Linked DNA regions of Mus musculus: all the other regions are linked to region 3. A link is a contact called in public Micro-C and promoter capture Hi-C data. All regions are on one chromosome and are shown on one strand. The core of a region is the stretch at or near the end of the contact, and the rest is flanking DNA. Distances in the headings are between cores, read along the strand shown. Region 1 holds the start of Celf6 (CUGBP, Elav-like family member 6). Region 2 holds the start of 1700017B05Rik (RIKEN cDNA 1700017B05 gene). Region 3 holds the start of Cd276 (CD276 antigen). Region 4 holds the start of Gramd2 (GRAM domain containing 2).

What was found. Promoter capture Hi-C pulls out the DNA fragments that hold promoters and counts their contacts. Hi-C and Micro-C count contacts between places; a contact is called where the count stands out from the background.
Region 1: a promoter capture Hi-C map of the SN4741 cell line shows a contact between it and region 3, with 7 times the contacts expected there. The contact joins the promoter of Celf6 here to the promoter of Cd276 in region 3. A contact is called at or near these places in 5 of 39 promoter capture datasets (the 3T3-L1 cell line, 3T3-L1-derived adipocytes, the SN4741 cell line and 2 more), 1 of 484 Hi-C or Micro-C datasets (cortical neurons), 2 of 115 datasets of contacts at active chromatin or transcription factors (astrocytes and pancreatic cancer cells) and 1 of 9 other capture datasets (embryonic stem cells).
Region 2: a Micro-C map of the HL-1 cell line shows a contact between it and region 3, with 2.4 times the contacts expected there. The contact joins the promoter of 1700017B05Rik here to the promoter of Cd276 in region 3.
Region 4: a promoter capture Hi-C map of the SN4741 cell line shows a contact between it and region 3, with 6 times the contacts expected there. The contact joins the promoter of Gramd2 here to the promoter of Cd276 in region 3. A contact is called at or near these places in 3 of 39 promoter capture datasets (the SN4741 cell line, liver and pre-B cells).

Annotation. Positions count from the first base shown.
Region 1 is chr9:59,574,046-59,580,325 of GRCm38.p6, forward strand. It overlaps Celf6 (CUGBP, Elav-like family member 6), which reads left to right and starts at 4,292. Exons shown (of 12, transcript NM_175235.3): 1 at 4,292-4,594. The coding sequence starts at 4,333.
Region 2 is chr9:57,258,873-57,265,342 of GRCm38.p6, forward strand. It overlaps 1700017B05Rik (RIKEN cDNA 1700017B05 gene), which reads right to left and starts at 3,727. Exons shown (of 3, transcript NM_028820.2): 1 at 3,557-3,727; 2 at 1-268. The coding sequence starts at 217.
Region 3 is chr9:58,552,649-58,558,842 of GRCm38.p6, forward strand. Cd276 (CD276 antigen) reads right to left here and starts at 2,385. Exons shown (of 8, transcript NM_133983.4): 1 at 2,374-2,385.
Region 4 is chr9:59,676,375-59,683,163 of GRCm38.p6, forward strand. Gramd2 (GRAM domain containing 2) reads left to right here and starts at 3,780. Exons shown (of 12, transcript NM_001379375.1): 1 at 3,780-3,878. The coding sequence starts at 3,838. It overlaps Pkm (pyruvate kinase, muscle), which reads left to right. Exons shown (of 11, transcript NM_011099.4): 10 at 1,670-1,851; 11 at 2,354-2,998. The coding sequence ends at 2,460.

The DNA.
Region 1 (6,280 bases), core at 3,042-5,541, 1.0 Mb after region 3:
ATTGGTACTTCTCCTATGAAAATAACACAGACCAAATCGACGAATTTAAAATTAAGAAGGTTGCAATTATGTCTTCATTGATGTAAGAGAAGAACTGAAAAATCCCATACCATGGAGCACGCCTTTAATCATAGCACTTGGGAAGAGACAGGAGGATCTCTGAGTCAGAGGCCAGCGTGGTCTACAGAATGAGTTCTGGGCCAGGCCAGGGCTACACAGAGAAACCCTGCCCCCCCCCCAAAACCAAAACCAAACCAAACCAAACCAAACCAACCCCCCTCCCGGAAGCCTATTATTTGTCATGATGCTAGAGTGGGTAATTGGGAACAAGTTTGCCCCTGGAGATGATGGGAAGGACTTAAAAACACTAGAGGGAGGAAACATTGCACGTCATGAATGAGATGAGGTCTGAGAAGGACTAAGATTCAGCACTGAAAGCCTAGCATTTGAGGTAATGTTCCACCATGGGCACAATTGCCAATTCTGAAGAATTGTATTCTGGAAAACACTTTGGATAATGTCATAGGGATGGGAATTCAAAGCTGTGGTCTAAAGATTCCACACACCCCCCCCCCATCTCTGGAGCTGGGGAGATACCTCAGTGGCTAGAAGGGCTTGCTGTACAAATATGAGGACCTGAGTTTCAGCCCTCAGCATCTTCATTTGTTTGGTTTTTTCTTTCATTTGTTTGTTTTAAAAGGCTAACTATGGCTGTACGCACAGCTATAATCTTAGTACTGTGGCGGATTCAGAGACAAGGGAATCACTGGGTTTGCTTGCTCCCAGTGGATGTCCAGAATCAATGAGAGATTTGTCTCTAAGGATAGAACAGGTCACATGATAACTTCTTTTGGCCTCTCCATGAACATACAGGGGTGTACACACATGATTGCACAACACACATGAATGTACCCTAAAAAAACTTTCACTCAGAGGTCTCAACTGAAGAGGAAGTTGGAAACAGATCAATTGCTCCAGAGGCTACAGCTCAGCTTTGAGTCATCCTAATCACTAAAATTAGTTTGATTATCTCAAACTGATCGAGATTCCGGATGCCTTAGAACAAGTTTGTTCTGGAAGAAGAAAATACTACCCTCTTCAACCTACAATTATTTCTAAAAATATTTTTCAACACAATGCCTATCACATAATCAGAAGTACCCAGGCAAATAAAGAGAATATTAATGAGGGAATAATGTCAAAGAATTTCCCCAAAATTATTATCAACAGACAACAAATCAAAAATCCAGGAGTCTCGATGAGGGCCCAATGGCTTAAGCACTAGATTATAACCCTCATCTAAGCATATAATATTTAAACCATAGAAAGCCAAAGACATAGAGAATTGGGGTCAGAAGACAACCAGCAGAAATATCCCACCCACCTACAAAGGAACAGGGACAAGAATAGCATGGCATATTTAAGAAAGAAAAGATTTACCCACCACTCTTGAATGAAGAAATGAAAAAGGAAACAAATAGATGGTGATTTCTCTTGTTTGTGAATAGGAAGTGTCAATATTGTTACAATAACATTTTTAAACAATTAGTGTGTATACACGTGTGTGTGTGTGTGTGTGTGTGTGTGTGTGTGCCACAGTACGTGTGTGGAGGTCAGAAGACAACTTGTAGGAGTTGGTTCTCTCACACTACCATGTGAGATTAAATTCAGGCCATCATGCTTGGTAGCAAGTGCCTTTATGGATACACTGAGCCATCTCCTCTAAGGGCCACAACATCAGTTTTGTTTTGTATCTTTTTTTTTCTCCCAATGTGATCTACATCAATGCAAATCCAATCAAAGTTCCAGGAAGCTATTTTATGCTTTTAGTGATTGTCAGCTTAACACAAACTAGAGACACCTGGGAAGAGGAAACTCCAAACTAATTTCTTCTGTTGGTCTGTGGCCATGTTTGCCAAGTGGGAGGGTTCAGCCCATTGTAGGAGGCACCATCCCTAGGCAGGTGGGCGTGGGCTGCATAATATGCTTTTAAGCAAGCAGAGGAAGCAAGCCAGCAAATGGCATTCTCCCAGGGTTCCTGGTCCTACTTTCTTCAGTGATGGATGGATTGTGACCTAGGAGTTATACCTTGAAATAAACCTTTTTCTTCAGAAGTTATTTGTGATCATGGTGCTCATTGTGGCAACAGAAAGCAAAGTAGTGCAAGGAGAATTGGCAAGCTGACTCTGGAGTTTATATACACCCGGGGGGAAAGTAGATAGCAATGTAGCAAAAGATAACAAAGCTGAGCATCCACAGCAACAGTGTATCAAAAGATAACAGAGTGGAGCATTGAGGATATTTAATTTCCAACTTGTCACAGAATAAACAAAACTACTTTTAATTTTAAAAGACCCAGTTATGCCCACTTTTAAAGTTACCTGCTTTAAATGTAACTATGGTGCTTGGAGGAACACCTCAGCGGAAGAGAACTTACCTAGCAAGGATCAGTTCAGGGCTGAGCACGGTAGCACACACCTGCACTCCTAGCACTGGGGAAACTGGAGCAAGAAAGAACCCAGAGTTTGAAGGTAGCCTGGGCTATATCCCAAGAGCCTGTCAAAGAAAAGAATAAAAGCTGCTCCACCAGTAAGAACACAATTTGAAAAGTAGATGTACCCCCAAACGAACTACTAAAGATGGTATGCATAAATGACCATGAGAGTGCACACCCATGACCTCAGAACTCGGAAGTGGAAGCAGAAAGAGCAGCAGTTCAAGGTCCTATTCAACTCATAATTAGTTAGTGGCCAGCCCAGCAGTTAAGAGCAGCAAAAGACGTGGGTTTGATTCCCAGCACCCACAGGGAGGCTTACAAAACCCCTAAATTCCATAACTCCAGTTCTAGGGGCTCTGACACTGTCTTCTGGCCCCAGTGGCACTAGGCATACATGTGCTGCACATACATATATATTCATGCATGCAGGCAAAACTTAAACACAAAATAATAAAAAATATAAATTTGTTTCTGTGATGTGTGTATGTGTGTATGGTGTGATTTGTGTGTGGGGTGTGTGTGATGCATATGTGATGTGTGTGTGTGATGTGTATGCATGTGTGTATTTGTATGAGTAGGGGCAGAAACATGAGTCATGGCAAGCTTGTTGAGATCAGGAGTGGCTTTTTCATTCCAAATTGTTGAGGCTCCCTCTTGTTTCTGTCCCTCTGCTAGCTGGCCCTTGTGACTCTCCTGTTTTTTTTTTTCCTCTTGTTGCCACGGAAGTACTAGGATTACAGATGCGAAGCTCTGCTCCTGGCTTTTCCACGCAGGTTCTGGGTATCCAACTCAGGTCATCGAGCTTGTTTATTAAGAGCCTTTATATGCTTAGCCATGTCGCCAATCCTTCATCTTTATGAATGTGCGCTTGTGAAAGAGGGAATGGGGAGGTAAACACTCAAGCGCTGTGATTTGTCCGATAGCTTTTAAGATATTAACACACGCGATGTATCAATTTCCGTTTCTTCTTTTGCCTTACGCCCTAACTTCTTTGACCCACAGCATCCTTTTCAGGAAAAGAAGATAACACTCCTGAGTCACAGAATAGGGAGGAACCAGGCAGAAGCTCTGAGTAAATATGATAATATAAGTTCTTTCGCTCTCCTGAGGAAGAAATCAGTGCTTGGGGCTTATTTTAGAATACAAGAGACGAGAGTGTGTTTGAGTCTCAGGAGCAAAGAGAGGTTGAAGATATAGGAGAGGTGTGCGATGGAGCCTAGAAGGATGCGCTCCGCAAGACTGGCTTCGGTAGTAGGGATAGAGAGGTGGAAACCCTATCTGACCCACAGAAAACGGTCCGGCTGTTGGAGGTGTGTAGGGAGAGATCATCTCCGACTCCAGCAGACAGCGCCACGCATGACGAAGCTACTTCCCATCCACTGCCACGCCCGCACACCCTCCACACACAGGGCAGCTGAGGGTCCGGTTGCCATGGAGAGCTGGAGCGCGTGAGCCCAGCCGCCCTTCTCGCCCCGCGCTCCAGCTCAGCCAACTCCTTCTCTGATTGGCCACCGCTATCTCATTATGCAAATCACTTGCGTAGACGCTCCCTGCTAGCTGTCTGACGTCACTAAGCTCGGGGGCTGGGGCTCGGGGCTGGGCTTGGCGCGCCAGGGAGAGCTCTGAGGGGGACTCCAGCCGGACTCAGGCGCCCCGCCCTCGACCACGCCCATTTTCAGTCCGCCCCGCCCCTCGCTCTCGGCTGGGCCCCGCCCCCTGGGCAGCCCCCCGTCCTCGTAGGCGGGCCCCGCCCCCTCCCCCAGGCCCTCGCCAGCAGTCCAGGGAAGGGACGGCGGGACAGGCGGGACGCTCGGGAGGGCGGACGGGGCGGGGACATGGCCGCGGCGCCTGGAGGGTCTGCGCCGCCCGCCGGCCCCAGCCCGCGCTTGGCTTTCAGCACCGCGGACAGCGGCGGCGGCATGAGCGGGCTGAACCCAGGTCCCGCGGTGCCCATGAAGGACCACGACGCCATCAAGCTCTTCGTGGGGCAGATCCCGCGGGGCTTGGACGAGCAGGACCTCAAGCCGCTGTTCGAGGAGTTCGGCCGCATCTACGAGCTGACGGTGCTGAAGGACCGGCTCACCGGCCTCCACAAAGGTGCGCGGGGTCAGCCCAGCCCAGCCCAGCCCAGCCCCAATCCAATTAGAGCGCAGCCCAACCCAACTCCGGCCCCAAACGCAGGCCCAACCCCAGCCCTACTAGAACCTTTCCCGACTCCAGTTCAGGACCTGCCCCACCTCAGTTCTGTTCCCTCCCCAGGCCACAGAGCCCCAGAGCCAGAATTGTCTCTGTGGCATCCTTCTGACTTCACTCTGGTTCCCTAACACGTTCTTCACTCTAACCTCCAAATCCCTTGTCACTTCTCACATCCCAGTCATCCCCACCTCCCTGCTTAATCTCTCCACCATCCCTTCCACCAGACACCCCAAACCCTGGAATTTGGAAACTTATTCTACCTTCCAGCTCTGGAGCCCCCGATCTCCTGACCCCTGGACCCATGGTTTTCCTGAGCACTTTCTCTCTCTGGTGCCACCCTATTCAGGCCTCACCGCACACACATCTTGGATTTGCACTCCTCCTGGCCTCCAACAACAAACCAACCCCTAGGGCCTCCATTTGACTTTTGGGTCTGACAGCCTTAAATACCCCATACCCAAATTCTCCTCTTTAGAATTCAGACCTAATATATACAGTCCAATTCACCCCACCCCCAGGAGGCTCTCAGAGATAAATGCCTTCTCACATTTGACAATAACCCAATATTCCATACATTTTTCCAGAACCCAATGCTCTTTACCTCTTCTGATTTGAATCCAGAATCCTAACCTCAGCTGGGAACATACACCTGCCTGTGTACCCTTCCTCTTTGGTTTTCCCCTGTGTGAATACACTCCCCCACCCCCTCTAATCCCCACTCCTGTGCATCTCTGCTTCCTCTCAATCCTCTTGATGGCTTCCTGTTTTCCTTTCTTTGCCAGCTGGTCCCAGACCAGCGCACTCTCAGGGTGGATCAATCTAAGTGAGGAAGATGGGGATGGGGGGCTCTTCTCATTGCCCTTCCTAGGAAGACAGAGGCACCATGGTCCTCTCCAGCCACACCCCTTTCTTCCTGTAGAGAAGGGAGGAGACTTGTTTACACGCAGAAAAGTCTGTCCAGGCTGAGCTGGAATAACAGAGCCAGAATCATATCATGATTATTTGAGGAGACACATCTTCATTTTCCCACTGGGAAATAATGCGGTTTCGGGATTTTTGTGGGGGAAGGGTGACCAATTACCCTCCATAATCTTCCTAAGAGAGAAATAACAGGTCCTAGAGGGCAGGTCCATTCTAAAGGCCTGTGAGCTAACATCAGACTGATACCTTTTTCAAGCTGGGAGACCCCAGGGCATTCCTTGGCATACTAAAGTAGAGGGCTTTGAGAACATGCCCATGAAAAAACTAGGCCTTTTGAATAGGGGTACAGATTCCACCTTTTGTGGGAGAGGTTATGTTAAAGTCCTATAAGGACAAGGCCACATCATCCAGACTTCCTAGAATTCAGTCTAACCCACTGGCTGTCTTCATGCCCAGTCATTTGTGGCATTTTTTTCCTAGACAGTGAGTTCAGTGGGTAAGCATAAACCTCATCTTTGTAGTTGATCTGTAGAGTAAAGCAAGTGCGTGGAGTCACTGCAGTTCTCACTCAAGCACTCCATGTCTGAACTGTCCCCTCACTCTGTCTTCCTTTCTCACTTAGCACTAATCCCTCCTGCTCACCTCTTACTCATCTGCCCCTGTGGC
Region 2 (6,470 bases), core at 2,477-4,976, 1.3 Mb before region 3:
ACAAAGATGGATATGGGGTCCAGGATGCCAACCGCTCAGATCCTGCCTTCGAAGTACCCCCTATGGGGCAGGAGAAATATGCACCTTTGTAATTGCAGGAGTCCTGGCTGCTAGCAGAAAGGGGCAGGCTGTGTCCTGGCCCTGGGTCTGGCTCCAGGCGAGGCAGCTTGCCATACATCATAGGCCCCAGAGGCCCTAGGGGCCGCTTCTCTGCCATTACTATGAAGGTGTCAAGCTCTCCTGAACCCCTGCTACTTGACTTGCTGACCTGGAAGAGAGGAGAGGCCAAGATAGTTAGAACACAGGCCACTCTGACTTGTTGTCATCCGAGACCCTGGCTCTTAGTATTACTCAGCTGAGACTCCGTGCAGAAGTGACACTTGCACAGGTTTCTGACCCTACTTTTTGTTTCTGGTTGTAGGTTTGTTGTTGTTATTGTAGCTATATAAGGCTGGCCTCAAAAACTTGCAAAAGATCCATCTGCCTCTGCTTCCGGAGTGCTGGGATTAGAGGCGTTCACCACCACCTAGTTATAGCTGTAGTTTTTAAGGTATAGAACCCAAGTGAACAAGTATGTGTGCTGTGGCCGTACATACAAGTCTACACTCCACCGTAAGAACCATGTACTAGGGTAAGTCTACACTCCACCATAAGAACCATGTACTAGGGGCCTTGGGGTTCTGGGCAATGCTGGAGTGTCAGCTGCCTTGGCTTTCCTAGGAAAGAGGAATCTATCCCAAAGTCACTAATGAAAGGGATAGGACAAGAAGTTCCTACTCCAAGATGTCACAGGTCTTAAAAAAAAAAACAAAAACAAAAACAAAAAATAAACCTGCCAAGACATGAAATCCCAGCACTGCCTACAAATTCTAGTTTCTTCTAACACTTTATTGATCTGCTTGTCTTACCCAAATCCAGAACCTCAAAGCCAGGTCCCCAGAACCAAACTAGTCTTGATTGGACAGGGCAGTCCCTCTTAAGAGGTGTCTGGGTAACCAAGTAAGGTCAGCTCGCAGCAGGGTCAAAGCTGACCACCAGATGGCGCTGAGGTGCCAACAGGAAGGTCCTTGGCTTAAGGAAGGAGTGTCATCGCCAAGCCTTGTGAACATGATAAATGTGTGTGTACACCAGGGGAGGTGGAAGGCAAGAATCCTAGCTGGCAACTACTTCCACAGTGCTTTAGTGATGGGCAGACTAAGTGCTGGGAGAAACACACACACACACACACACACACTCTCTCTCTCTCTCTCTCTCTCTCTCTCTCTCCCTGGTGCTGTTCCCATTTCCTTCTTTCCTTTCTTCTTCTCTCCCTCTTTCTTTCTTCCTTCCTTTCTTTCTCTCTCCCTTTTTCTTCCTTCCTTTCTTTCTCATGTTTCCTTAATAAATCTAGGTTCTACTTGAAAGAAAAGAATACAGCACAGAGGGAAGTCCAAAGAAGGGTAAGGACCAATGTCCAGTTATCACAGGCACTTTCGTTAAGAAACAGGCATCCCCAATGGCTTATGGGTGGCTCCCTCTGAGGTTTCTCAGTTGGGGTTATCAATGGCCCTCCTCTCCCTCCCCCAGTGAGCACTCCTACCCCCTAAAACTCCCAGTGGCTTAGAAAAGGGTAAATGGGATCAATATTCCTATAAGTAGGTCACAGGTAAAGTGTCACACACTTCTGTCACCAGCAAGCAGGGACCACCTTTCTCCTCCTTTCTGAACAGTGGTCATGACTATAGGGGCTCAGCTAGACCAGCAAGGTGACAAGAAAATGTAAAGGGTGGTAATATGGTCTAGGGAAGGCCCCATCCTGCACTGCTCCATACTTATATGGTTGGTTTTGCTTTATTTTATTTTCTCATTGGGTCTCCCTGTTTCTCCATCTGGAACCCACTATGCAGACCAAAATGGCCTTGAAAGAGATCTACCCGACTCTGCACCACAAGACTCACATGGCTCAGAAGGTACCAAGCCCACTCTATCCTTGGGGAGGTCTGGGTTAATTAAGGGCTGGCTTTGGTCTCACCTCCACCAATGCTCCTTGGGACCTGCTCTAACCACCCCTCTCAAGAGTCCGTCTCTCCAGGGCTCAGCCCAACCCGTGCCCTTTGGCCCTGGAGACTTCCTGAGAACCAGACCCCTGGGACCCTCAGGAGTCTTTGTAGGAGGAGTGAGGGCGCCAAAAAGCCAACCCAAGACTCTGAAAGGTGAGGCGGTGACGTAATGCCCGGCCAGTAGGATGGAAAGCTCCCTCGGTAGAGGCCACCCCCACTGAGAGAGTAGCCAAAAAGAAGGTGCCTTGTTTCCGGATACCAAAGTAGCCTAAGGCGCTTGGGGAAGGTAGGGCCAACAGGTGATCCTACCGTGAAGATGTCCAAGTTCTGCCAGTTCTTAGAGGAGTTCTAACCTCAGCCAGAACCCAGGGCAGGGTCAAGCGCCTACACTCCTGCTTTTCCACGAGGGAGACAGACAACTCCGTGGGTCCATTTCCACGTCACATCCTTGGGGCCTCATGAAGAGCGCGATCCCAGCCAAGTTGAGGCCCGCATCAGTATTCTCTCCGCTCTAACAGATACCAGTCTTCTAAAAACTTTGCGTGCTGAGGTTCTGAGCACTCACTCAACGTGGAGCAGCCCACACTTCTCAGTTTGAGAGAAAGGGTCTCCCCGGATGCTCCGCTCCTAATTTCCCTCTCCCGGCCCCGCCCGTGACCCTCGTGCCAGTGGCTCACAGCCAGCCGGCTTCAGTAGGGAACTGGCGCCCCACCGCCACACCAGGCTTCCGGGTGTCCCCAAGCCTCTCTCTCCGCGCCTCTGCAACGCACGTGCACCCCGGCAGGCTGACACACAGACTGCCGTGGGCCACGCATGCAAAGCTGTTCCTACACGTACATGCATGGCCCGAATCTGCACACATGCCCCCCACTGCCCAACGGTGCCCTTCCTTAGCTCACGTAAACGTGTAAAAAAGTCAGGAGATTCGCACTGGGAACCCCACGGATCGATGCCCGCAGACTGCACTGAGGTCCAGAAGGCTGGGGGGCTGGGGGGGGGGCGGCCTCAAAGTCTGGGCAGCCACCTCCTTCGGGACGATCCCGCCAGCTTGGGCTGTGGCCAGAGAGTGAGTCAAGCAGTGGCTAGGAAACCGCAGGCGGTCCTGTTCCAACAGGGTTCGTCCACGGCCCCGCGGCACCTCAGCGCCCGCCGCCACCAATCCCAACCCCCCACCGCCACCCCGAATCGGCGCCCGGCAATCCGCGTGAGCCTGGCCCCGCGAGAGGCCCGAGGGATCCGCCTGACTCTTCGCCAGCCCTAACGCCCAGGCAGTGCTGTGGCTCCGGAGCTCTACCAGGCCCAGGGAGCATCCAAGTCCTGGCAAAGTCTGGGCAGCGGTATGACTGGGCCCCGTAGTCTGACCGCCCGAAGCCTCAGCACCTGGGCCCCGGTCCCCGCGCTCCGTCCTGGGGCTGGCCGGTAGGGGCGCCCTGGGGCAGGGCCACCCGCCCCTTGCCCACGCGCCGCCCGCAAACTCGGCCCAAGTTTCCGCGCCTGCCGGGTAGGCGAGCTCCTACCTTCAGAGCACCAGGCTTCTAGCGGCCGCCACCCGGAGCAGCCGCGGCATCTTTCAGCGCCGCCTAGGCTGCGGGTCCCTGTCCCGCCGGCCTTGCGCGGGAAGTCGCGGCAGGCAGCTAGCCCAGAGAGACGTTCCGCGCGACCGTTCGTGCTGCCGCTGGGCGCCGTTTGTGGTCCCGAGCGGGGCGGGGCGGGGGCGGGGCGGGGGCGGGGCGGGCCGTTGAGTGGGGGCAGAACCCGGCTGTGCCTCTGGGAGCCTGCGCTCCCCTGGGTCCTCCCGTGCCGAAGGCCTGAGTGGAACCAACTTTCCCGCGACCCGGCCTCTGGCTTTGTGCACAGTCTTCGCTCGCCTCCTTCCTCAAACCTCTGCCCCGAGGGCGATCGTAAGCCCTCATTCAGTCATTCCGTTAGATCATTCATTCCTTGCTACTTTCTAGCCATGTGACCTTGGACCTGCCACTTAACCTCTATGAGCTTCAGTTTCCTCATTTGTAAAAGTGATATTCTGCCTCTTAGAAATAGGGCCATCAGGCTTCGAAAAGATGTGTAGCACATAAATTGGGGTATGGGAGGCTGAGGCAGGGGAATTGCTGAGAGTTTGAGCTGAGCCTGGGCTATCTAGCAGTCCTTTTTTTTTTTTTGTTTTGCTTTTGCTTTGTTTTGTTTGGGAAGGTCACACTATATAGCTGTGGCTGTCTGGGAACTTACTATGTAGACCAGGCTGGCCGTGAACTCAGAGACACACCAGCCTCAGCCTTCTGAGTGCTGCAGTCAAAAGCTTGGACCACCACACTCAGTTCCTAGCAAGACAATAAAAATGCTAAAGGATATCTCGAGGCAGCCCTAACTTCCTCAACAAACAAGTTGCATTAGGAAATTAAGAAGGACTTATGAGGTAAAGTACAGACGAGTATATATCAGCTCCTAGTGACCTGGAGTGGGCCAGGAATGAGACTCTGGAGATATTGCCAAGCGGCCTTGGTGGGCATCTGAGCCTTTCTGGCAAATGTGTCGCACCAGAACCGGTCTGAGCATGAGCAACCTGGAAAGCTGATGGGATGAAGCATCCCTAGCCAAGCTGATGTGTTGCAGAAAGGGGCTGGGAAACCCACTGCCTCTGTTCACCTGGACTCTAGCCCATCTGGTTGTGGGGCCTTGCCCAGCTCAGCGCTAGCACCTCTTTCTTGGAAGGAATCTAATCCTTGCAGTTCCAGGACTGCCCAAGGCCAAGGCAGGGTCGCATGGTGAAGAATAGTTGAACACCATAGAGATCAAAATTAGTTTTTGGGGCAAAACCACTCAGAACACCCATCTTGACCCAAAGATCAGGACTGCCTGAGTCAGAACAGAGCTGAGGGCACAGGTATGGGAGAAGATGGGGCTGGGGCGGAGGGGCTGGGCTCCAGGTAGGATTAGGAAGAGGAAGTGAGGTCACTCAAGGAGAAGGGGAGGGTGTCTCTTGGATTAGAGCTGGAAGATTTTTTTACAAATAGAGGCTAGACAAATAGAGGAGAGACTCTGAGGTTTGGGGCTTTCCAAATCACATTGCAAATTGGGACAGAAGCCCAGGTTGCCTGGGTTTTGTATCTTACTAACATGCTTTAACACTAGAAAGGTGCATCTGTGCCCTGCCAGCTCTGGGTCATGCCAAATCTGACAGGCTCAGCCTTCTCTCAAGGAGATATTGTTTCCTACTATCACACATACTAACTCTGCCCTCTTCTCCCTTGTGCGTAGCATCTTCTTCCACTCCTGATGTCAGGAGTGACTTGGGAGGAAGACAGTGAGTGCCCTTGGCTCCTGTGGTCTAGAACTCTCAGGCTGTAGACCCAAGGAGGACCCCATTATGTCATGATTAGCCTGCAAGACCCTAGGGCCCAGCTAAGACTACAGCCCCATTATTTTGTCTCAATTCATTAACATTTCATAAAGACAGCTGTCCCTATAATCAGCTTGTCTATTCCTTGTTGACATCATGTAAACACCCTGGATCACCAAAGAAAGGGCATAGGATAGAGGACTTGAGAGCCACTTTGCAACTCCCAGGGCTTTAACTTGCTCAGCACAAAAGAGAACCAGGTAGCCTCCTGCCTTATAGACTACAGTATCCGCAGTAGACTGCAGAGTGCCAGGCAACTGTGAACTTCTCCTGAAGTCTCTGGCCCTGGCCTTTCCTTCTCTGCCTTGAGGGTCCTGCGCAGGGGCTCAGGCAGGTGAAGGTAGGCCTTTCGAGGTGACTTGGAGAGGCCCCGTGAGTCTTTCTTAACACGGTGGCCTTGGAGAGATAGTGATGTTTTGTCTGGAAGGTGAACAATCACTGAGTGGGAGCAGAAAGGGGAAGAGTTTAACTGTGGGCACAGGATGGGGATGGATGGGTAGAAAAGTCGAGGTCCGGCACATGGAATCTGAACACTCAGAAGACTAAGATTCAGGTGGGGATTTACTGAATAGAAGGTAGGTCTGGGTTACACAGTGAGTTCCAAGCCAGCCTGGGCTACAGTGTTACAGTCTCTCTAAAACACACACACACACACGCACACGCACACGCACACGCACATATTCCAAGCCAGCCTGGGCTACAGTGTGACAGTCTCTCTAAAACACGCACACGCACACGCACATGCACATATTCCAAGCCAGCCTGGGCTACAGTGTGACAGTCTCTCTAAAACACACGCACACACACACACACACACACACCAATGCAAAAATAGAAAAGTTGTAAGAGGGCTCCACTTTGCACCATCCTGACTCTACACAGGCTTGAACCGGGCACATGCCCTTCCCCCATACCTCCCCCGACTCCCCTCCAACTCCCAACACAGACTCCTCTGTTGAAAGGTGAGGTAAAAGGTCAGCTTCCTGAACGGCAGCATGTCATGTTATAGTTATTAATAGTGTCCCTCCCACTAA
Region 3 (6,194 bases), core at 1,135-3,634:
TTCTATAACTGTTCTGAAGATAAACATGAAAGCCTCCAGCCCAGATGCCAGGCACCCAGCTGCTAGGCATCTGAGCATCTTGGACATTCAACCACCCTGTTCCCATCAGGTGCCTGGACAGAGCTTAAGGGGCCAGAAATGGGGAAGAGAACTGGGCTAAAAAAAAAAAATCCCAACTCGTCTCAGAAACTAGGCTTCTTCCCTTACAAGATGTCCTCTTGTAGCGAAGTCTGGAGTGCATGAGCAATACTCTGTAAGCAGGAAGAAGACACCACATATGCAGGACAGTACAGACCCCTGTAGACCAGTCATGGGACCAACAAACTCATCACTAGAGCTACTCTGTGCATGGGCAAACATTATCCCTCTTTATGGTTTCTTTGCCTCATGACACTTTGGGCAAAACGGATATTCACAGTGTTAACCTAAAGTGGTGATGTAGTATGCAAACTTCTTTCTTCTTTTCCTTTTGACTGAAGTCTCGTGTATCTCAGGCGAGCTTTGAACTATGTAGCCTTGGATGACTTCTGGTCCTCCTGCTTCTACCTCTAAACACTGAGGTTACCACCATGAGCCACTATGACCAGTTTGTGCATCGCTGGTGGCTGGTGATCCAATTCAGGATTCATGGGTGCTAGGCAAGCACTCTACTAACTGAGCTACCTTCCCAGCCACACAATGAAAATGGCACTGATATCAGGACCCTGTGTCAGCTAACGGTGATGTATTTGTAACACGGGGGAAGACGTCCACGGGCCACAGTTAACCAAGAGTTAGTGCTGAAGACTAAGAACACCAGCTACCAAAGAAAACACACACCTCCAAAATATTCCCATTCCCAAGCAAGGTGGAAGGGTAGACCACCACTCCATAGCCCTTAGCTCCCCAGCCCTCCACACCTGGCCTGCCCATCAGTCAACCAAGCCCATAAGACAGGTTTAGGTTTCAATTTCAAGTACAGATTTCAGATTCACCTATTTACAGGTCCCCAAACTACTCAGAATGTCGTTGTTGCTAAACAGTAGGAGTCCTAGGGACTTCTGGGAGGACAAAGGGAATGAGAAAGGAGGCTCAGTTAAATAAATAGCTCTCAAACTGTTCAGACACTTTCATTGGCATCTCAAACTGAAAGTAACTACTACACACTCAAAAAAAAAAAAAAAAGTCTTTGAGCTGGCCTGGTGGTGCATGCCTTTGTCCCAGCATCTGGGAGACATAGGCAGGTAGATTTATGTGAGTTCAAGGTCAGCCAAATCTATAGTGAGGTACTATCTTAAAAAAACAAAAATAAAAACAAAAACAAAAAACCCAAACTTTTTTTTTTAAGGATTTGGGTTTTAATTTAATCACTATTCATTTACAGATGGCCCACAATCAATTTGAAGGGAAATAATTTTTCACAATTAAGTAGGTGTCTCCCCGACACATACACAAAACCCCGGTCACGCACATACAAACTTCGGGTCTAATGTTTGCTTAATATTTCCCTTCAGTGATAAGCTCTCAGGTCTGAGTCACCCACCATACATTTCTCATTAGGACAGGTTTGGCTTGGAAATAAAACTCCCTTTCTGCCAGGCCACTGCCTCAAGCTCCGAAATCTGCGACTGGTTGACTGGGGCCTAGTAAGAAAGGGCCCTGGAGAGCCGGATTCAATTTTCTCGTCTCTATGTGCCACCCTGGTCCTCCAGCCTCTCCCTACCTTCCTTCAGACCTCCTCTCCATCCATCTCCATTTACCTAAGACAGCCCAAACTGTCCCATCCCATTTCCTCTTCAGTCTTTTATTTTTCGAAGGAGCCTTTAAAGCTATTCCCAGAACCTGTTCCCTCGTGCTCTTCTGCAGACCTGGTCCCTCTTCACCATTCAGATCCAAGAACAGGGGACCACCTAACCTCGTGCTCCCCTCCCCCGCAGTTTCCCCTTTCAGAGCTGGCATTCATGGTGTTTTCTTCCTCAAAGTCCGGAGAATGCCTCCCTTCCAGTCTTGGCTAGCAGCTTCCTTAAGCTTCAAGAACCATCAACCCAGTGACCTACCTGCCTGCATCCCTACTCCACACCCAGGGCCTGAATAATCAGTCACCCACCCCGTTTCGGGCCCCACAAGCCCCAGACTTGGGAGTCATCAGATCCCACAAATCCCAGCGGGTCTCAGCCCCCCGAGGAGGGAGCGGCCAAGCAGGGGTGCTCTCAGCTACTCCGGACCCTAGAGCCCCAGCGGTCATCGTGGATCAGGGTGCCGGTGCCCTGCGGGTAAGGGCCGCGGAGTTCCCAGCTCCTTGCACCCGGCGCCTTAGCGCGTGCAGTCCAGGCGCCGCCGCACACAAAGGTGGACCCAGCAGCCCACGCCGCCCCGCGCCACGCAAGCACTCACCGCGCCGCGCCGACTCCCGGGACTCGGGGACGCGGCGGGGCGCAGCCCAATCGCCGCCACTGTTGGTGCCGCCGCCGCCGCGAGGCCCGGCCAGACTGGGGCCGGGGGCGAGAGTGAGGGGCGGGACGGCCAGAGGAAGCTGGGGGCCCGGAAAAGCCGCCCGGGTGCGCCCCAGAGGCTGGATTGGCCCTGCGGCGAGATCCGAGGGTGAAGCCTGAGCCCGCCTGCTGGGCAGGGCCCGGGGTCTGGACCCGCCCCGACCCAGACCCTTGTTGGACCCCGACGGGGGAAGACCCAGTACTCTGAGGAGGAGGAGGAGGTGTTGGGCTACTCGCTGCCCATCCCCCACACGGATCCTAGCACTTCCAAGAGCCGAAGTTTCTTTTTCGGTGAGAGGGGACAGGTGACCGGCCACTGACCACTCCCACCCTCGGAACTGCTGGCTCCAAGCCCCGCTGCAATCCAGCTGTCCCCATTCAGTCCAGAATTTCTCCCCTCGACACCAGGCCAGCACCGCGGCTCGGAAAGGGTTAACTCGACAGCGAAGAATTCCGAGTTGCTGGGAGCTCTCTATAAATACAGTGTCGTGGGCGCCTGAGCCAACCACAGGGCAATTTCCACTGAGATGGTTTTCCTCGTTTTCTTACACCCACAGCAACCGGACTAACGCTGCTCTCAACCCTTTTATCCCAGCCGCATGCCAGCTGCTGGCTAGCCCAGGTTCTGTAGAGAAGAGTAAGCCTGGGTGCCCTCAACCCTGAACCCTTTCTTTGCCATCTATCTATCCCCATCCCCTTTCACTATGTCCTTAAAAAAAAAAAAAAAAAAAAATCTAGCTGCAGGCAGCGACAAGAGGAGGGCAAAGGATGATTAAGTCTGTCTGGAATTTGCCAACATCCCTTCACCTGTGTTTGTATCTGTCCATTACACAGACAGGAAACAGCAACAGCGTAGAGGGCCTTCTGTGGGCTCAAATGAAGGCAGCATGCTTTCCTCTCTGGCCTCCATAGATCTCCCAAGGGTCCCACCAGGTAGAAATTATTTCTGTTTTGCAGATGAAAAAAAAAAATTGAGACTCAAGGAAAGAAGGGACTCCAACCTTGCACTGCTTGCAGACTTAGCAACCAAGTGACAGCAGCTGTCAGAGAGAGCTTAGGAAATAATCGTGAATCCACACGGGTCTCGGCTTCTGCCAGCTACTATTTTAAGCTCTTCACAATTTATCTCTTTTAATCCCCCAAATTCAGTGAAGTGAGTGCTGTTACTCGCATTTTTGCAGATAAGGAGATTCAGACACAGGCTTTATAGTAGCTCACCCGAGGGCACCCAGCTCTTAGGGAGAGGCAGAACTATTCTATGTCCTTGAATTTGTGTGCTGAGATCAAATATAGCTATGTCTATGCTTCTAAATATAAATTTGGCATTAAAAAAAAAAAAAAAACCTGTATACATGGTCCTGCCCTTGAGCCAAGACTCTCATGTAGAGGTCAGAGGATAACCTTGGGTATTAATCCTTGACTTCCATCTTGCCTGAAACAGGATGTCTTTTTTTTTTTTTTTTTTTTTTTTTCTGCTGTGTCTACCAGGCTAGGTGTCCATGAGCTTCCCAACTCAACCGTGATGGGTGGTGAAGGGACACTTTACAATGCAGAGGCTTTTCTTATCCTTGCTCAAGAGCACAGTCCGAGAGGGAAGAAAATAATGAGCATTGGTTCTCAGTTCAAGGAGCTCTGACGCCCCCCAGGAAAGGGAAACAACTTGAACAAAGAGTGCATTATAGTGTGTCTCAAGGACCATTCAGCTGCGATTCAGTCAGTTGGCCACAGATATAGAAAGCTAGGATGACCGTTCTAGCACTCAAGAGTCTCTTAGTTTAGAAGAGGTTGGCTTGGTATTTCTAGCAAGTTCACCGTAGGGACGTTTCCAACAGAGTCCTGTCTGAAGCAGAGGCATTGGCATGAAAGGTGTTCTCCACACTTTCTGTCTGGACAAGGGTCCTCCTATTCTCCTTCTCTGTTTTCTGGACCAGCACTGTGGTGGTTTGAATGAGACTTGCCCCCATAGCTCATATGTTTGGATGCTTGGTCCACAATTATTGAAATTGTTTGAGAAGGATTAGAAAGTATGGGTGTTGTGTCCGGCCAGCAGACCACAACCTGGGTTCTAGCCTGGAAAGGCATTTTGGAAACCTAGAAGAGAAGAGGGGCTAGGTGGCGAGAGAAAGAAATGTAGCCAAGACAGTTATTCTGATCAAAGCTCAAATTTTATTGTTGCGACACTAGTTATGAAGGAAGGGGGAGGGGACCCGATTCCCGCCGAATAATCTCTGGTCCAGTAGAAAGGTGAGCACGTGTGTGGCTCCGCAGGTTCCAGCAGTGGGCGTGGCAGAACGAATGAGCAGGAAGCTCCACCCCTGAGCAAGCTGGTTTCAGGCTGGGGGAGGGGAGACTACAGGGTGGTTGGTTTTTTGAGACAAGGTCTCTTATAGCCCAAGCTGACTTCAAACTTGCTATGTAACCAAAGATGATTGCTAGCTTCTGACCCTCTTACCTTTACCTCCTGCATGCTAGGATTACAGGCATGTGCCACCATCCCCAGTTTTATGCAGAGCTAGATAGCAAACCAAGGCTTTGTACATGCTGAGCAAGCACTCTAGTACTGAGCTATGCCCCAACCCCAAAGCAGCTCATCTTTAGAAAGCAGCTCAGAGACACTGAATGCCTCAGTTGAGAACAAAACTCAAAGTCTATTTGTTTCATCTGCTTCAATAAGGAAAAAAAAGATCAAACCTTGGCTGTATCAGAGCCCAAAACCCTGTTTGAACATTTTTCTAGAGAATCACTGTGACACTTAGCCAACACTGTGGTACTGCCCTCCAAGCTCAGCCTGGAGTTGTTTGCATTTGTAGGCTCCGTGTCCTTAGAGTTTGGACAAGGGCCACCACTCAACCCTGACCACTCATGTAGGGTTCACAGGGCTGCCTTCCAACATCCAATCTATACTGAGGCAAGCAAATGATGAAGACCAGTGCAGGGCTGGAAACAGTAAGTAATGGCCACTGCAGGCTCCTTTTTTTCTGGTGTCCTACTCCCAGGAATGGAGTCTTGGAACAGGTTTCAAACATCTAGAGGGAAATGCTTCCAGCTGGAAGCAGCTGGTAGGGAAAATAGCAGAAGCAATCTCAAGAAAGAATTGATCACCCAAAGAGGATTATCTGAACACTCCACTCTGACTCAGCACACTCAAAACAGCAAATTATAACCCAGCTTGTCTAGCTATCTACGTGCTTCATCTGACTCACTGCCCTGCTTCTTGTTCACCCTCTTTTATATCTGTCCTACTTCCCCATCCTTGGTGAAACCATTCGACCCTCCCTTGCTTTCCCCCAAGAGCTTTCCAGAGCCCAGGCTCATAACACTCCCAATGCTAGGAATCTATATTAGGTTTTCTTGGAGGTTCTACCAATAGAGGTTTAGGGAATTCTCCAAATCAAAGGCTAAGGACAGCGTTTAAAAAACAGAAGAACAGGGGCTGGAGAGATGGCGCAGCTGGCTAAGAGTTTGCTGAGCAAGCACAGGATTTAAGTTAAATCCCCAGCATCCACATTAAATGCAGGGAAAAACACTGTGCACCTGTAATCTCAGTGGTGTGAAGATGGAGACGGAAGGACCCCTGGGGCTTGCTGGATATCCAATCTAGCCTAATCACTGAGCTCCAGGTTAAATGTGAGACCCAATCTCAAAATACAAGGTTGGAAGCCAGACATAGTGGCATACACCTTTAAACCCAACACTTGGAGAAGCATGGACAAGCAGATCTCT
Region 4 (6,789 bases), core at 2,530-5,029, 1.1 Mb after region 3:
ACTGTCAGTTCTTTCAGAGGCCCAACACCTGCCTATATATGGCAGCTCACAACTGTCTGACTCCAGTCCTGGGGAAATCTAATGCATGTGGTCAGAATACCCAGGCAGCTGTAGTGAATGTACGGTGGAGGGAGAGAGTGAGGTGCCCAGTGTCTATCTATCTATATAGCACAATAGATAGATAAAAAATACCCAAGTGTGGTGGTGTGTGCCTGTAGCCCCAGTGCTCATGGTGCAGAGGAAGAAAGAGCAAGTTGTATCACAGCCTAGCTACAGAAAGCCAAACACATGTAAAATCAGTGTGGAGGACTAGGCACTGGTCTGTCTCCCTAAGGCAGTGTTCATGAACTAAGTAGCAGAAAGCTACTTAGGCCTGGGCTGAGGATGGTGGCCTCTGTGTAAGCTTGGCCATGAATGTTGGTATGTAGCTGGAAGCCAGGGATGATGGGGTACTGAGAAATGGGGACACTAAAACTATCATTTTTAGTCCTGGAGTTTTGAAAGCTCTAAAATACAAGGTCTATGCTAATTCTGGGGTTTCTCTGAAGAGTTCCTGGTTCCAGCAGCTACCTCCTTCCTTCAAAGCCTATGTATGCAGGCTAGCATGAAGCTCTGCTGTGGAATTCCTCAGTCCCCCGTGCCTAGCTAATTGAGTAATCTGATAGAGATAGACACTATCATTTGTTACAGGTTGAGAATAGGGGTTCCCTACATTCCCAGGGGATCTTGAATGGCCAGATATTCCTCTTACCACACCTGATCACCACCCAGATTTCTTTTTCTTTCTTTTTTTTTTAAATTTATTTATTTATATGAGTACACGTACTTCAGACATACCAGAAGAGGACATTGGTATCGGATCCCATTACAGATGGTTGCTGGGATCCCATGTGGTTGCTGGGAATTGAACTCAGGCCCTCTGGAAGAGCAATCAGTGCTCTTAACTGCTGAGCTATCTCTCCAGCCCCCAGATTTCTTTTTCTTTCTTTTTTTTTTTAAAGATTGATTTATTATTATATCTAAGTACACTGTAGCTGTCTGCAGATGCACCAGAAGAGGGTGTCAGATTTCTTTATGGATAGTTGTGAGCCACCATGTGGTTGCCGGGACCTGAACTCAGGACCTTCTGAAGAGCAGTCAGTGCTCCCAACCACTGAGCTATCTCTCCAGCCCTACCACCCAGATTTCTAAAACCATAGAAATTCTGAGGTTTCTTTTAACATTAGCTGCTAGGACTCCCATAGGAGAACAGTATAGTGTTATGGTGAACATTGTTGGCTTCCAGGGCCTGGTAACTCTGCTGCTGTTCTTTGCAGAAGAAGTCAGGAGCTAGGCACATGGTACTTGGATTGTAAAAGTTGCTGGCAGCTACAGGAGTGGGTTCTGCTGAGATTGGGCCAAAGCTGCCTCACTGCCAGATGGAAGGGTTCATTTGTGGGAAGAATTCTACCAGCCATGCTCCTATAGGACTGCCCATACTGAGAGCAGGATAATCATCTTAGAAAAGACAGGACAGGTCTGAGGGGCAGGCCAGACCTTGAAACAGTTGTCAGTGGGCAAAGCCTGTGGTCCAGAGTTGAATTAGAGGGTATTACTTTTGGCTTAGGCTTACTGAAAGGGTCTTATGACATGTTTAACGGTCAGTCTTTCCAACCTGTTTCCATCTCAGGAGTGCTCACCAAGTGGCCAGGTACCGCCCTCGGGCTCCTATCATTGCCGTGACTCGAAATCCCCAGACTGCTCGCCAGGCCCATCTGTACCGTGGCATCTTCCCTGTGCTGTGTAAGGATGCCGTGCTGAATGCCTGGGCTGAGGATGTCGACCTTCGTGTAAACTTGGCCATGGATGTTGGTATGTAGCTGGAAACAAGGGAATGATGAAGTGCTAATAAATGGGGACCCTAAAACTACCACTTCCTGAAGTCATGGGCTGGGCCTATCTGTTTTATCACCCAGTTGTAAGATTAGCTGGAGCTACTGTCCTGAGCAGGGTGGGGTTAGAGGGTGGGGAACACAAGCTTTTGTGGCCTTATTCCTATATAGAGACAAGGAGGCAGCTGACCCTGACTCTCTAGAGTATAAACTGAATGGTGTCCAAAGGTCTCTGCATTCTGAGTTCAGCCTCAGCCCTTGTTTAGGCTAGGAGGCTTGCACCATCTTGTGGTGAGAAGAAGTAACTGTCAACCTGCTCCCCTACCCAGACGAGGATTATTAGGGCAGTTATCTGCACCTGCCTTGTTGGATTTGTGTCTGGGTTGGGAAAAGTGCCACTTTGTGTGATCAATTAGGACTGTGGGGCTTTGCAGTTTTCCTCAAGTGTATACCTCTACTCACCAACCTCCTTTTCCCCCCAGGCAAGGCCCGAGGCTTCTTCAAGAAGGGAGATGTGGTCATTGTGCTGACCGGGTGGCGCCCTGGCTCTGGATTCACCAACACCATGCGTGTAGTGCCTGTACCTTGATGGCCCTCTGGAGCCCCTCTTCTAGCCCCTGTCCCTTCCCCTCCCCTATCCTTTCCATTAGGCCAGCAACGCTTGTAGTGCTCACTCTGGGCCATAGTGTGGCGCTGGTGGGCTGGGACACCAGGGAAAATTAATGCCTCTAAAACATGCAATAGAGACCAGCTATTATTCAGGGCCCTACCTGAGCCAGGGGTGGAGGAGGAATGCAGGACTGGAAACCCTGACTTTATCACAGAAGGGCGGCAGCATCTCTGGGCTTTGCTTCTGTAGAAAGTTGTCAGAATTCCCAGCCCTAGCCTGGAGTCAGGAGACAGCAAAAGAGTAGGGGCTGAGGGTGTGGGGCCCAGGGTCCCAGTGTAGATGACGACTTCTGGCCCTGGCCCTGACCTGCTTTCCCAACAGCTTTGGCCTCCCCACTTCTTGTGCACTCCACTTCTGTCACTGCAGACACTCCACTCTCCACCTTGTATTCTGCAGAGTCTCCAGGCCTGTTGCTATAGTGCCCACCTGAATGTCAATAAACAGCAGCTGAAGCACCTGTGTTGTGTTTTGTTTTGTTTTTTTCCGGGGGTTGGTAGTGGTGGTCGAGCCCTGCCCTTTGAGCAATTGAGAATGACAACAGCCAGGAGGCCTGGCCTTGGGTGCTATGGATCCACCAGATAACCTTCAAGCACGGGACCACTGGAGACGCCGGAGACTGAATACTTTGGGAGTATATAAGTTGCCTCCTGCACCAAAGTGCGGCTGTGTATCGGGAAGCTGATCCGTTCTATTTCAGGGCAAATACTAGAAAAGTCTGGGACAGGTTCAGCTAGCACCTAGAATGGTCGAATAGTGGGCTGATCCCTGTGGTAGAGGCCTGTTGAGGGCGCTGTAGGATGAGTCCCTGATTGGATACTTCACAAAACCCTCAGCCTCCATAACAGTTAAGCACAAAGGGTCTCTTGTTTTCCTGTTGCCCTCAGGAATAAGGTACATAGAAACAAGGTGGGACCCTTGTCCCTGGCAACTCCCAACAGCCACCTAGTCAGAGGCTAAGGCCTCTGAAATTGAGATGTTGCAGCACCAAGAGCTCAGGTTAGGTAAGGAGGTTGGAAGGCGGAGTAGAATGAAGAGCCCTGAGGGAACATTTTGATATGAAGTCCCATAATTGAGGACCCAGGCCCTGGTTTCCTCGACCTCACAATTTTGAAGACCTACCTGCAGCTGGGACCCATCAGGGCGGTCTGGGAGCGGGGAAGGCTCCACCAATTGAGCCAGGCTCATTCTGCGCGAGCGGCCAATAGGCGTGTGGGGGCGGGCCTTTCCCGGGGTGGGCGGTCCCCGGAGGGCACTGGGTCTGGCGCACGGCCTCGGGCTCCCGGAGAAGGCGCTGCGATGACCGCCCTGAGCCGTAGCGAGCCTGTCGAGGCGGGCAGGTAAGGGAGGCGTCCCGGGGCTCCAGGTCCAGGAGGCTGCGACGAAGGGCAGGGCGACTCTGGGAATGCCGCGCCTAGGCGCCTTCTGCCTCCCGGCTGGGCACTTCCAACCGCAGAAATTTAGGCTTGGACCCTGCGCCTCCGCCCGGCTGTGAGGTGTGCGAGTCTGGTGCGATGTATCCGATGTGTCTTGGTGGCTTCAGGCGAGCGGAAGGCACGCTCCCTTCTGGAAATCACCTCGTGTCGGCCACCCTCGCGGTCCATTCATTTGTGTTTCATTCATTTCTCGCCATAACGACCCCCCAGTCCCGGTTGTCTCCACACACAGCCTGGCGCTTCCCTGTGGGCCTCTGCAAAATCAGCTCCTCTCCTCTCCTCTCCACTCCCAGCGGGATCTACTCTTAGGAGCACACTCGGCTGCTTCTGAGGCAACGTGGAGCTGTCCCAGCACGACTCGGCCGCACCCCGTGCGCCAGGCCCGGGCGGGCTGGGGCTGGTCTCCAAGCCCAGAGAGCTGGTTCAAAGTCGGCTTGGGAGGAAAGGAAAGTTCTTGCAGGTAGTGGAGAATAAGTGGGGGGAGAGAAGACAGGAGGCGGCATGGCAGATGACATCAAGAATGGTAACTGTGAGCTGGGAGGGTAGGTAGTGTTTACCTAGCATATATAAGGCCTTGGATTTGGTCCTTAGCACTGCATAAAACACATTGGTGATGCACATCTACAATTCCAGCACCGTATGCAAGATGGTTCATGCTTGCTAGCTCCTGGGAAGCTTACATGAGCTGAGATTCAGGGTCATCTTGGACTACATAATGATTTCAGGTCCAGCCCTGGGGAGTTAGGGAATTTAACTTTTGAAGTGGTGCAGATGAGATTATTTAGGGGGAAGATGCGGCCCGTTGATGAAACTGTAAATTCTTGCTCCCACCCAGCCCCAAACCTGCAGGATTGGACATCCCTGGCCAGCCAGGATGGATTGAGGTGGGGCAAATGTGATCTTGTTCCCACATCAACCTTGGTACATAGGGTGATGAGTTAGCACTCAGTCCTCTACGGGCTTGAGGGGGTGGGCTAGCTGTGATCAGCCTTTGTCTCTGGGTTTGCCTCCTTCAACGTACGTATCTGGTTGTGCAAAGGTGTCCTTCCACTCCTAAAGCTGGAAGACAAGAGTCTTGCCAGAAGAGATGGGTAGAGGGTATCGCTCGCCCTGTGGACTGCTCTTCAGTCTCCTCATAAGGCCAGTTAGACTGCAGCATAGAAAGGCATTCTTAGAGTAAAGGTTAGAGTTTGGCAGTCATTAAGGGTGTTCTTAGTGGGGACCTTGGGGCAAGTGAGCAGACCCAGTGGGCAAAGCTGACTGGTTTCACCCCAGCAATTCAGGAGGTGTCTGCTGGGGCCAAGTAGAAAAGGTTTTCTCAGCTTCCCAGAGGGCAAGAAGTTTCTAAATAGTCTGGAAAGGTCAGACTGAGCCTCATCCAGGCCTTACTGTTGGTGCTTGTTTTAAAATTTCAAAACTCGGGTTGGTCCTCAAAACTTTATCTGGGACTAGAAGTGAATATGTTAATTCATTTACTGGGGATGTTCTGGTGACCCCACTAGGGGTGAGGACACAGTATTCAGGGTGGTTTATGCCTGCTAGCCTCCAGGGAGCTAGCTTTCCCATGATCTGCTAGTGCTTGTCAAGGTGACTCCACCCAGCCCTTAAGCTGGCTAAGCTGTTGCTTTGGCTGCTGAGAGACACGTTCCCTATTTATAAGACTGACAGGAAGAGCTTCACTCTGAGAGTCAGAGATGAATTCAGATGCTCTTCCCACTTTGCTGCGACTTGGAGCAAATCACGTCTGTCTCAGAGCCTGCTTTACCACAAAGTAAGAAGAGATGTGACTTCGGCTCCCTAGAGACCGCCCCTCCACACAGTCAGTGGTTCTACCCAACGAGTTTCCACCTCCACTTCTGGAGATGCCTCGGTTCTTTTCATATTTTTCCCTTTGCTGTGACTTGTCTTGGGAGCCCATCAAATCACGAAGGGTGTAGCGTTCCACTTCCACTTCAGTGTCTAGTACTTGAGTCTGGATCCTGGAGAATGATGTGTTCATCCTTCTCTGAGAGGAGAAGACAGGTTTCCCTTAATTCCACAACGATCTTGGATACAGTGATGAGCCTGATAGCGGTCAGGCTTGGCCTCCGTACCTCTTCACATAGACTGTACGGCATCACTCTCTCGGCCCCTAGTCTCTAACCTGTAAGCTACGATTAATCCTCCTACCTGTTTATTAATGTAGGGATGGATGGGGATTAGGGCACATAGCCCCAAGAATGAGTTTCCTGAGGCTGGGGAGATGGCACAGTAGATAGTAACATCGTGGCTTAAGCATGAGGGCCTGAGTTCCAGCTGGGTGTAGCCAGTAGACGTGCAACCTCAGCACTATAGAAGGGAGAGAAAGAGACATCACTGAGCCACACTCCAGGCTAGGAAAGACCCCATCCCAAGGGACTGAAGAGAGTGGTGGAGCAGGACACCAGACATCCTCCTCTAGCCTCCTTGAATGTGCACAGATACTCACCTACCACACACACACACACGTGTGCACACATGCACGCACACACACACACACACACACACACACACACACACACACACACACATACACATGAGGAATGAGCTTCCTCCATGACTGAGAACAGTTTCCCCTACAGTGTACCTGCCTATGGTGGCAGTGTGCGTTATTCTTAAGCATATAAGCTTCAAAGGGACAAACTGCCTCCCCTCTCTTCTTTCTCCCACATCTACACATTTTTGTTAGTTGAGAAATTACTTGCCAGGCAGTGATGGTGCACGCCTTTAATCCCAGCACTTGGGAGGCGGAGGCAGGCAGATCTCTGAGTTTGAGGCCAGCCTGGTCTACAGAGTG